Regions from separate parts of the Anser cygnoides genome. Here all the other regions are linked to region 3. A link is a contact called in public Hi-C data. All regions are on one chromosome and are shown on one strand. The core of a region is the stretch at or near the end of the contact, and the rest is flanking DNA. Distances in the headings are between cores, read along the strand shown.

Evidence for each region. Hi-C and Micro-C count contacts between places; a contact is called where the count stands out from the background.
Region 1: a Hi-C map of liver shows a contact between it and region 3, with 4 times the contacts expected there. The contact joins the enhancer-like site here to the promoter of ZCCHC14 in region 3. A contact is called at or near these places in 4 of 7 Hi-C or Micro-C datasets (fetal liver, granulosa cells and liver).
Region 2: a contact with region 3 is called in a Hi-C map of liver, with 3 times the contacts expected there. The contact joins the enhancer-like site here to the promoter of ZCCHC14 in region 3. A contact is called at or near these places in 5 of 7 Hi-C or Micro-C datasets (fetal liver, granulosa cells and liver).

The regions. Positions count from the first base shown.
Region 1 is chr12:2,591,528-2,595,133 of Taihu_goose_T2T_genome, reverse strand. ZCCHC14 (zinc finger CCHC-type containing 14) reads right to left here. Exons shown (of 13, transcript XM_013197586.3): 12 at 3,451-3,606; 13 at 1-2,239. The coding sequence ends at 2,184. Among named protein-coding and RNA genes, the nearest start is that of MAP1LC3B, 13 kb to the left of the region's middle. Within about 2 kb of position 1,528, at least 1 of the 3 cell types and tissues checked has open chromatin away from gene starts, as enhancers often do. A contact at or near this core is called in liver, where this site is marked.
Region 2 is chr12:2,575,222-2,578,887 of Taihu_goose_T2T_genome, reverse strand. The region is part of intron 2 of ZCCHC14 (zinc finger CCHC-type containing 14); the gene reads right to left. Among named protein-coding and RNA genes, the nearest start is that of MAP1LC3B, 30 kb to the left of the region's middle. Within about 2 kb of position 1,442, at least 1 of the 3 cell types and tissues checked has open chromatin away from gene starts, as enhancers often do. A contact at or near this core is called in liver, where this site is marked.
Region 3 is chr12:2,542,069-2,546,063 of Taihu_goose_T2T_genome, reverse strand. ZCCHC14 (zinc finger CCHC-type containing 14) reads right to left here and starts at 1,401. Exons shown (of 13, transcript XM_013197586.3): 1 at 317-1,401. The coding sequence starts at 880.

The sequences.
Region 1 (3,606 bases), core at 279-2,778, 49 kb before region 3:
AATGTTAAGGTTTGGCTTTCAGCACATGTTCCAGGCCACTGGAGAGACCCTCAAAGCTGTAAATAGTAAACATTGTCAGTGAAAACTGCACGTTTCCCTCAGCGTAACACAGTATGACAGATTGTTCCTACCATTGTCTCAAGCTCATTAAGGCAAAGTAAATTGCATTGTCAGTTTTCATCACTTTAGTGTTGTAGGTCTGAAGGTTGCTCGTTACAATGCAGGTAACCTCGAAAAGCAGGCAGAGCCAACAGAAGCATCCCAGTGGTGTGTGCAGCACTGCGTGTAGTGTGAGCTGGGCTGAGAACACACGAATCTGGTTCGTTTTCATTGCATAGGAATAAGAAATAATTTTTTTTTTTTTTAAACCAAACGTTATGCAAATTGAGACTTTGGTTCCCGTGAAGCCAAAAGCGGTGCGAGCTGCAGGCAGGTGCCTGCGCTGAGCTCGGGTTTTTGCCGTCCCACCTCGCGGCGCCTCTCTGGGGATGCTCATTTCTCAGTCTGGCCCCGCTAGCATTGCTCACACCTCCTCGGTCCTCGCTCGGAAAGCAGGACTGGGGGTGGCCCGGAACATCCTCCCTATTCACGTGCTCCAGGAAAGTCTCGACTGTCAGCCCCCTCACACGGCTGGTTCCTCGCTAAGGGCCGACCTCCGAGCAGCTCTGCACGGACGGGGCTTCCCTCGCTTTCCAGCGAAAGCCACCTGCCCCACCACGGACACTACTCATCCTGGTGTGAATCGGTGTAAGGGATACCTCCAAGTGTAAACAAGGCTTCAGACTTTAAAGGTGTCTTCCAAATTACAGTATGCAAATATCTCTCTGTCAGACATTTTCTAGAGAAGGCCTCACCCATTTAATGGTGTCAAATTCCTCGGGTGAGCCACGAGGATTAGTATCTCCTTTCAACGAGACAGGACCAAACTGTTTCAAATTAGCAGTTCAGGATTTGTTTGGCTTCCTCTCAAGTCCTAATTTAGATTTGTCACCCACAAATTATGTACGCTAAGTAGTTAACACCAAAGCTAGTCATCTACAATCTATTGCAACGAAGGAGGCTGACAATAAATCCTTCAAAGTCTTGATAATAATGAAGTTTACTACCTTTTACATGTTTGACTTCTACCACTTCTGAATCCTGTAGCAAAAGCCTCGGGGTAGGAGTCAAAGGTTTTGTTTTATATAAAGTAAAGCAAAAGCTTACAAACTCTGCTGCCAGAGTTCCTTTTTTTTTTTTTAGGATGGTTTAAAATTCATTTACAAAAGCAGAATAATAAGGTTTCTGTGAAAGAGACCTATATACAGTAACAGGACGTAAAGGTTGTTTTGTGTACTACAGGAAAATATCCTTGAAGCCTTTATGACTCTGGAGTCTCTGGGACTTGGACCCTTGGAAACTAAGCTTATTCCACCGCTGGGAACCCAGCACTACCTAGCAATAAGTGAGACAATGAAGTACAAGTTTGTTTCCAGAAGGAACCCAAACTGCTGCGTGTGTTCTTTTGGAAGGGGAAGGAGAGACTTACTTAAGATTTGTATTGTGTAGTTTAAGCCACGTAGCCTGCTGGTGCCAATTTTTAAAAGTTGGAACTTCTTTGCCTCTTGCACTGGTCTCAGAGTGACACTGTCTGCTAAAAGTGCAGAAAGCTTGAAGAGTTTTACATTCTTCTGTAGTGCAATCCTTAAAAATCCCAGAGATTAGTGCCTGATCACTTTTGAAAAAAAGTAGACATTTTACCTAGCCCAGGGGTGCCAAAGTCCTTCTGGCGAACGGCCACTCCTACCTTCCGCCTCCAGCTTCCACTTCAGAATGTAGCTGCCCTGGAGTTTGACGTTTCACCTCAGAAAGTCCACGTGTGGCAACATTCTCCAGCAAAAAAAGTACATAGGTTGTTGTACTTGCAACAGAAAATGCAGCTGGCCAGCTCCACCATCCATCCAGTACGCATCGGTCCTATGACACGTAGTCAGAAGTTCCAACAGCAAGATCCAAGCATGAATTTGGCAATCAAATATGGGTTCGATGCACCCCTAAGCTAGATTTTCTACCTAGTCTAATAAAGTAAAGCACCTTTGGATTAAAAAATACATTAAGCTTAACAGCAACTGGACGTCTCAGTTTTGTGGTTCAGTCTCCTTATATCTCCATGGCTTACAGTATTTTCTTGCCAGATAAAAATGTCAGTCTGTGGAGTCCAGGCTTTCAGAGGGAGGAGCGTATTTCAGCCTAAAAGTACCTGGGGGAGAGGAAACAGAAAAATTAGACAACATGAAGCTTTTCACACCGGTCACACCTCAGAACTTTCTAAAAGAACCTGCTTCTTATTAGATTTTTAACACAGTATTACAGCATCACGCCAGTTTGCAGCACCCCTGTGATGCTGCAGAAAAGACTAACCAGCACGTGTCTGCGCCCAGCAGGAATGAAATTCAAAGCACAGCTTTACACAGCAAAACCTGCTGGCTTAGGTGTGGTTTTAGGGCTGGCGAAAATTAGTTTGGATGGCAAAAAAATAGTTTAAATCTGGTCAATTCACTGAAATGCAGCTTTAAAAGACAGCAGACTACGGCTCCGAAGTTCTCTCAGCTCGGATTGCCTGAGTCAGTGTCACTTCCTTCCCATCAGCCATTATCAAAATATTAGACACAGAAACTCCATGCATTATTTACATTTTCGCACTGCTGGTAATTGCTGCCTCGAAATCAGTCACTTGTTAATTTATAATGATCAAATATTTGAGGTCTCGCCTGCACTGTATAAAAACTAATGCAGACGTTTGCTATGGACAAGACACGGTGTAAAATACAGCACTTCGGTGCTGTTTGCTCCAGTCGAAGTTCGTATTTAACGTTTAAGTTTGTATCACATGAAAATGCTTTCAAAACAACGAGCCAACCAAAAGAACAAAGAAAAACGGGGCTGCAAAGTGCTCTCGGTGAATTAACATTTCTCTCTCAGTTGTCTCCCGCCCAGAATTAAGGATTTCAAACCTCTGCAGGAGAACCACGGAAGCAACAGGCCATACAAAATAAATAGAGCTGCAAACTCCTACAGGGGACCTTTCCTAAGGACCCGGACAGTAATCCCTCGTTTATGTAACTGCTTTGGGAAGAAGGGAACGAGGGAACAGAGATGTTCAGTTTGTAAACTTGCCGGGGAAGCTGAAATTCTAACCAAAATGACCCGGATTGCAAGGTGCAAGCAGCACCAACAATTCTGCTGCCACCTGTCAACACAAACACCTTCCTTCTCTCGGTGTGTGCTCCACCGCTCCGAATGCAGCTCAACAAGGCTTTTTTATGCAAGCAGGTGCAAACTGAAGGGGGATACGGCACCGCCACCACGCTTCCTCGTGCCTTGGGGAGGCGGTGGCTCCCCTTCCCTTAGCAAGACCCCGTGCTCGACGTGGGAGCTGCGTCCCGGTGCCACCCCTCCGCCCGCTGTTACCTTGTCGATTGAAGTCCATGGGAGGCTGTTTGCAGTCCTGAGCTCTGTGCCCGCTGGCCCCACAGTTGTAACAGGAGAGATTCCCATTTTTTTTGTGACTGGAACCGTTGCTGTTCCCCATCATTCCCTGTGCCTGATAGACCCCTGCCGTCCCTG
Region 2 (3,666 bases), core at 193-2,692, 33 kb before region 3:
CAGCCTTAATTATTGCTATTTGTGTAAGTCGAAAGCAAAACCAGGATCTTACGGAGGGAAGGGCTGCACAGCCCAGACCCCGCTGCCTCCATCTCCACGTGTGTACAGCCTTTACAGACACAGCCCTAGGCATCAGATCGTTGAAATGCCACCTCCTTGCAGCCTCTCATTTCCCACACGCATCAAAGATCTCACTGTGCTAAGCATTATCCAGATTATTTTACTGCCTTTCTGTTTCTCTTGTAATTTCTCCTGTCTTGTGCCTGCACCCGTGGGGATACACAGATATTTTTTTTTTTCATAAAATCTCAATTGCATTGGCTTAACAATTCAAAAGCAATTATATGAAACCAGTCACGGGAACGTTAGCTGCCAACAACAGGTGCCGGGAGGGACGCACGCTGTGCGCATTGCATTTCCACACAGCAGTTCAAACGAGCAAAATCCACAGCCTGACATTTTCTTTCTGGGGAACTACAATCGACAACGTTTTTACTTGTTTTCAAGACTATTTATGCATTATGTCACCTGTATGACTCAGAGGTACGTTTATCGCATATATCTTTCTCTTCCCTGATAACATGAGCAGCCTATTCCCAAGGCCAAGGCGCTCCATCTCCAACCTGGGGCTCAATTTTCCTCCCCATGAAATAATCACGAGGCTTTACCTTGTCCATTGAAACCTTTTTGTTGTGTCCCGTCATTTAAAAAATGTTACCACCTAGCCCTTGGCTGTTTAACCGACCTCCTCTTAGAGTTTTATTTATTTGCAGTCAAAATTTTTAGAAGTGCAAAATTTTAAATAGATGTGCAGATGTTTATGTGGGTATTTGATACCAAATTTAGCACTCCCTTTATGATCCTCAGCCATTCCTTCTTCATGTAATTCCCAATTACAGTAACACAAATCCCTATGCTTGTGAATAACGTCAATTTACTACTTACTACTTTCTCTTCTACCTTATCCTTTTGTCGCGATTTGCTCCCCTTAAAGCTTTCAGTGGATTCCTCTCGCATTTCTGAGCTGCCTTCACAGTACTACCGCGCTGCTACGCTGCACGCTCAGCACCACGGGAACACGTCTGCTGCGTGCCAGATATTGATGAGCTACCTGGACAGCACGGAGATTTAAGCACGCACACAGTTCAAAGGTTTTCCTGCAATTTTAAGAAAAATCTCCCTCAACATACTGATTTAAGAGAATTCAGGACACCTGTAATTGTGATGACAGTTAAAATACAGCAAATATTGATCGGCATATTTATTTCGGGATTATAATTAGAGAGAAATTGTAGGGCGGATGTTGTGTGGGGTATCACCGTGCTGCTGCTGAAACAGCTGAAGGACGAGCGAGGAACTGAATGGTCAAAAGACTAGCATCAACCGCAGCAACGTATGCTTTGGAGTAGGACAAAGAAAGCCAGGAAGGTGGCAAGTGTTACTCAGCATTTGCCAGTTACAGTAAATCCAGTGTCGCTTTATTGAAATTTTATTATTATTTGTATTTCCTACAGTTTCTAAACATCATCTCTTTTATCTATTCATGACTCCTCTACAGTAATTCAAGCAACGCAGGATTACCTACCAACACAAAATGGAGCTATTTCTGGCTTACTCTGTGGGTTAATAACAAACTTTAACTCAACTCGTAGATTTTATTGTGCTGACAGTTACGTGACCTCTTCATGCTAAAGTTCTGCCCGAGCTTACCCAGTTAACACAATCTGCTGTGGCGAGTTTATCCTCTGGAAATGATTGCAATTAGCAAGGTGAAGCATTAGGTACACGTTTCTGCAGTGACCCCGCACTGAATCTCGTAAGACGAGGTCTGTTCCAGAGCATGAAATGTAGTTCATCGTGCAGCTGCAACGTGCTGATAGGTTGTCCAGACTGTTTCCAATGATCTGCAAAAATGCCCCAACTAGCTAACGATATGAAATGTATAATTAGTCTTATAATCAAGTTTTTGCTTACTTTGTTATCCGATGTTTTTGTTATGTGGGCTCTTGAATTTTTTTTTTTTGTATTATTTAACTGGTGGTTGATTTTATTAAATAGCCTTCCTAAACTTACCGTGCAGCTTAACTTTATTCAGAACGATCAATCACACAAAACTCAGGAAGAAAAAGCTGCCATCTACCCAGCAGGAGCGAGTGGATTTTAAATTCGCTGTCTAACAAATTGTCTAAAAATGGAAAAAAGGAAACATTTTTACCGTATTCATTTCAAAACCATGGGAAACTGTGCAAAGAGCTGACTCTACCCAATGTCACTATAAACGACTCCACGACCAGAAAAACTGTAGAGACTTCAGGACCCACAAGACTGGTGTATTTTCAGGATGCTGAATTCAGCGAGGCTCAAGCTTCCCCATCTGAGGTATAAAAAAACAGTCGATGTTTCTATTTCAGGAGACAGCCAGGGCAAGCACTTTTGCACCACCTTAAATCTAAGCTTCTGGTCTGGATCTAACCACCGGGAACTCATTCACGAGTAGCACAGGTTCACCCCCACATCAGGCATTGTGCATGGGGCAGGAACCACCAGGGCAGCTTGGAAGGGTGCGTATCGTCATGCTAGGGGATCGGTGGGAGGCATACCTTCCTTTCTGTCTGCTCCTTTCTTCCAGCGCTTCCCTGTAAAATGAGCCAACAGAAGGACTTGTGTGCGTGGGGACGCATCTCACCCACTGCTAGGCTTTCTGACCTGCTCCAGGAAGGGGGCACTGAAGACTTTGTGATGGAGCTATACCCACAGTTATCTGGGGAACTACAACAGGCAGGTAAAACGGATTTGGACGAGGTGACAAATGAAACACAAAAGGGATTAAAAAAAAAAAGACAAAGGAGGTTTGCAGGTGCGTGCAGAAGGGGCTCCCATCGAGGCTGTGGCTACGTACAACTTCTCTGGTCTCATTCAGAAGAGCACAGAGTACGGGGACATACCACACAACCCTTCCCACGTATTCACAGTTACTAGAAATCTAATTTTGAAATACACGAGCCCTTTGTCTTCTGTTGAACTCTGCTTTGAAAGGGCAGCCGACAGAATGAAACATCTTCATTCTCTAGCAGAGATTTTCTGCAATCACATTTCCTGGGGCGTTCGGGGGGAGATTGTTTTACTTTGCTACTTTCCTTTAAACACAAATGAGAAATGTTCTTCGTGTAGCTATCAACTGCACACAGAATTGCATCAGTTATTGAAGCTTGCATTCGAAATGCTATTGCCGAGGCCAAAGCAAATACCGCTCTGCGATTAAGTCCACATCCTTTACGTTTTGTTATGATGCAGTAGGAGTCGTGTCACACAGCCATGTCCTGCCAGCATAGCTGTTAACACAGGCAGGGAGATAAGACAGGAGCTTCCCAAGTCACAAGGGCTTGCACGGTGGTCACAAATCTGGAAGCTCAGGACCTGAGGAGACGCTGCATCGCCATCCTCCAGTTGCTACCCCACCGCAGCCTGCAAGACACGAGTTCTCTCTGCCACCACCTCCCAGCCACGTCTCGAGGAGCTTTCCAGAATCGTGACCACACCGTTGCTTGTTGAGGTATGATACCGATTGTCAGTGCAACCAGAACAAGCAGCAGCACACCGTAATTTGGATTACTTGGTTCCCAAGGAGGTGAAAACAAATGTCAACATCTCAACCTCCGCTCCCCA
Region 3 (3,995 bases), core at 152-2,651:
GGGCAGCCCCCTCAGCAGAAGCACGGCCAGAAGCAGTCAGTTAACGTTTACGCCGCTGCCTGGCCATCGTTTTGGGAACCCCTTCCCAACGAGTGCCACGAGCCTGCAAAAACTCCACGCGCCCCTTTTATTTCACCTGCCGTTGACCGCCCCCATCACCATATCCAGGCGAGCAATCTCTGCCAGCCTCCCAGGCTGCCATTTACTACCGGAACGCCTGCACACCAGGAGGAAGAAGGGAGGTTTAAAATCCTGGCTGAAGGCACCGAGCGCCCCGCAGCAAGGCCACGGCGGCACGCGAATGCCGGATACCCACCTTGTGGCAGCCAGGGTAGGTTGCCATGGTGTTGAGGGCAGAGGTGCTGGGGTTCTTGCTGGTGCTGGCCATGATGTTCTGGATCTGGGTGAGCTCCTGCCTCAGCACCTGCTTCTGGTGGAAGCTGAAGGCCGGGTGGTTGGATGCCATGGTGAAGAGCAACAGGAACTCGTCCCCCGTGCGGCCCTCGTTGAGCTGCAGCCCATAGTTGTTGATGACCGAGTCGATGTGCGTGAGGGTGCGGAACAGCACCCCGGCCGCCTCGCGGTGGGCAGAGCCCAGCAGGGCGAGCGAGACGAGAAGTTTGCTGCGCACCACCTCGTCCGTCAGGTTGGTCAGGCTGCCCAGGTCGGCGGGGTTGTTGGCCTTGATCTCCGAGTCGCGCAGCGAGTGGTAGTCCTTGCGGGCCAGGTCCTCCAGGCAGGCCCCCAGGAAGCGCAGCTCCAGGGGGATGCACAGGTCCAGGAGGCCGCAGAGAAACTCCACGCGCTGAGGCGACGGCAGCTCCGAGAACCACCGGTACACCCCGTCCCGCTGCAGCCGCGGGCACCGCTTCTCCACCATCGTGCTCCGACGGCCCCCGGCCCGCACCGAGCTCGCCCGGGGGGCCGCGGGCAGAGCCCCGAGGGGAACCCGCAGGCCCGCAGCCCCCGCCCGGCCCCCTCCTCGCCGAGGGGGGCCCAGGGGGCCCGGCGGTGAGGGGCAGCCCCCGGCGGCGGGCAGGGCCGGGCCGGGCCGGGCCCCCCCCCCGAGGCGGCCGCCGCCGCGCGGCCTTGCCGCGGGGTTCCCGGCTGGCAGGGCCCGGAGCGGGGCTCCGCCGCCTGCTCCCGGTCCCTAGCGGGGCGGCCGCCGGCCTCAGCCGCTCGCCGCCATCCCCCGGCCGGGCCCGGCCCCGTCCCGCAGCGAGGCGGCCGCGGGAAGTAGTCCCCGGCCGGTAAGCGGCGAGCGGGCGGAGGTGCACCGCGGGGGCCGCAGCACGCACACGCCCCGCCGGGCCGCGGCGGAGGGATCCCGCGGTGAGCAGGCCCGGGCCGGCAGCGGAGCGGAGGGAAGGGGAGAGAGAGAAAGGAGCGGCGGAGCGCCTCCACTCCCGGCCTGACCCCGCCGCCAGGCCCCGCCCACCGCGCCGCCCATTGGACGAGGGCGCTACTCGCGGGCGGCGATTGGTCGGCGGCACGCTCCTCCCCGCCTCCCGTCCTCCGAGGGGGTCGATCGGTGGGGTTTAGCCCCTCCTCCCGGCGCTGATTGGCTGGAGGGGCCGTTAAATAGGGGAGGGGCGGGAACGGCCGCCTTTTGTGTGGGGCCGCTCGGCGGCGGCGGTTGGGTGCGGCGGGGCGGAGGGGGCAGGGCTCAGCCCCGGGGCGGTCCCTGAGGGGCCGGGCAGAGGCCGTGACCGACAGGGCCGGCCCCGCCGGGGGCTGTGGTGACGAGGCCGGGCCTGTGGTGATGGGCCCTGGCCCGGGGCTGTGCCTGAGCAGCTTCTGGTGTGTTCCCACCTCCGGGCAGGGCTTGTCCCTGCTGTCCCCTCAGGGCGCCCCATCCTGACTGACTGACTTGGCGGTCCTTCATCCTGACTGACTTTTGTAATGGTCGCCCATCCTGACTGATTTTTGTAGTGGTGCCCCATCATGACTGACTTCTTTAGTGGTTCCCCCATCCAGACCGACTTACCTAGTTGTCCACACACTGACTGACTTTCTCAGTCACATCTGACCTTCCACATTTGCACCCCATTTGCACTGACTCCTCCTCACCTGTACTCGTCACTTCCAGTGTGCCGCGATAGGTGCCCTTTTCCTGGCACTTTCTGTCAAAAACACCTTCATTTTGACCGTGAGGAGCCATGAGGTGCACCAGGGGCATGGCTGCAGTGACCTGTTCCCTCATCTTCCTGTTTCACGATGTTAAAATTTGGCACGTGGAGGTGGCAGGGCGTAGCATGGCATGGGCTGCTGCTGGGCACCCAGTGCCAAAACCCCAATAAAGCTTCTGGCACCAGCGGTCGCCTCGCCAAACCAAGCAGCCTCCGCAGTCAAAGCCAGTTTGGCAGTTGACTTCAGATTGTCTCTAAACACAGTATGGAAACAAAAGAGTCCGTAAAGGCCTCTTAAAATGGTAATTCTTTCCCCGCGTTCCCACTCTTCTAAGCCAGCATTCTGGCTGGCAGCAGCGTCAATGCATGCAATGCAAAATTTGAGGCGGATTTACTGCCCTCGGAGCTGGATTTGCCTACAGATTGCACAGACGGCATCCAGCAGCCGAGAGGCGGATGCATAATTTCCTTTTTTTTCATGTTTTTCTGTGGGATTCAGTTGTGGGCCTGTTGTAGCCCCGTGGCCAGGCTGCGCATCAGCTAGATGAATGGTACGGGTGGGGATCTTTACGTGAAGCAGGCCAGGAAAACATCTAAATGCAGCCCCGGGCAGGCAACGGCTGGTTCCAGCCCTGAATTGCATAGATTGTAATCTCCTTGGAGGAGGGACCGTGTCTTTTATTTTATGCAGAAGTGCAGTATCGCTGCAACACAGATAAACAAAAGAGCTAACGTCGGTATTTCCTTAAGCACAATTACCTTGTGTCTTGAGCTGATTGCCTGTGAACTTTACGGGATGCACACAACACACAAATGAGGGCTGCTTGCTTTTGCATCAGTTGTGCGAACACTCCTGTCGGTATCATATAAGAGGAAAAGGCATATTCCTTTGGGCGAGGGTTTATTGCAAATCTCATTATACACCTTGCCAAGACGAATTGCTGCAGCACAAAAATTCCAAATACCGGTAGTTTATCCTTTTTTATTTCCCTTTGGAATATCGCAGACTATCGGCTGCATTTATTGAGGTCCTTCTGAAATGCAAGAGTAAGCAGCCGAAGGACGCTTAACTGGGGTTGCATAATGTCATATATTGTACGGCTACACAACCCTGCTTCTGTGTGGCAGGCTCCTGCTGTGAGAGGGTCCTTGAAAATCCCAGAGCCTCTCTGTGTGCTCTCCTTGTAGCGATCCATCATGCAGTGGAAACCGTATGCACTTCCTTTTCCTGCCGTGCCCGGTATTGTCCCTCGGAGGAAGGGATGTGCAGAAAACAGAGGAAGTGCTCTCAGTCCCTTAGGAAAGGTTTGCATTGAATCGAAGCACAGGCCAGGCAGTCGGCCTAAGGACGCCAAGTCCTCTGGTGGCCCTGCTGCTTATATCGACGTCTTTATCCCGGCGTTAATCCCGAAAGCACTACGCCGTGCTCAAAGTCAGCTACCTGATGATCGCCTGGTCTGTAGCAAGTTGGAGGCTTAAACTTTTCTGCCCGGGAACTAGGTCTAAGCCTGTGCCTGAGTGCGAGTTAGATGTGAATTTTGCTGCTAAAGAGCGAGTCTGTGGTTTACAGCCTGAGCAGAAATTGCCCATCCTGATGCCAGACACGAAGGCAAACTCTACTCTGAAGTGTGGTGTACGAACCGGGAGCCTTTTCTCTGATTAGAAGTGGCTTTGGATGAAGCCCTCGGAAACCGAAGGAAGCATGACATATAATTCTGTCACAAGCCACCAAGAATTCCTGGCTAGCCAGCGGCAAAGCAAGGAACCGCCCTCAGCAAAATAAATCAAGTTTGTGGGGGCTCATGTTACGGCCTGCTCAAGACAGCGGGTTGTGAGTGAAGGTCGTGCTGGGGTGCCCGTGCAGCC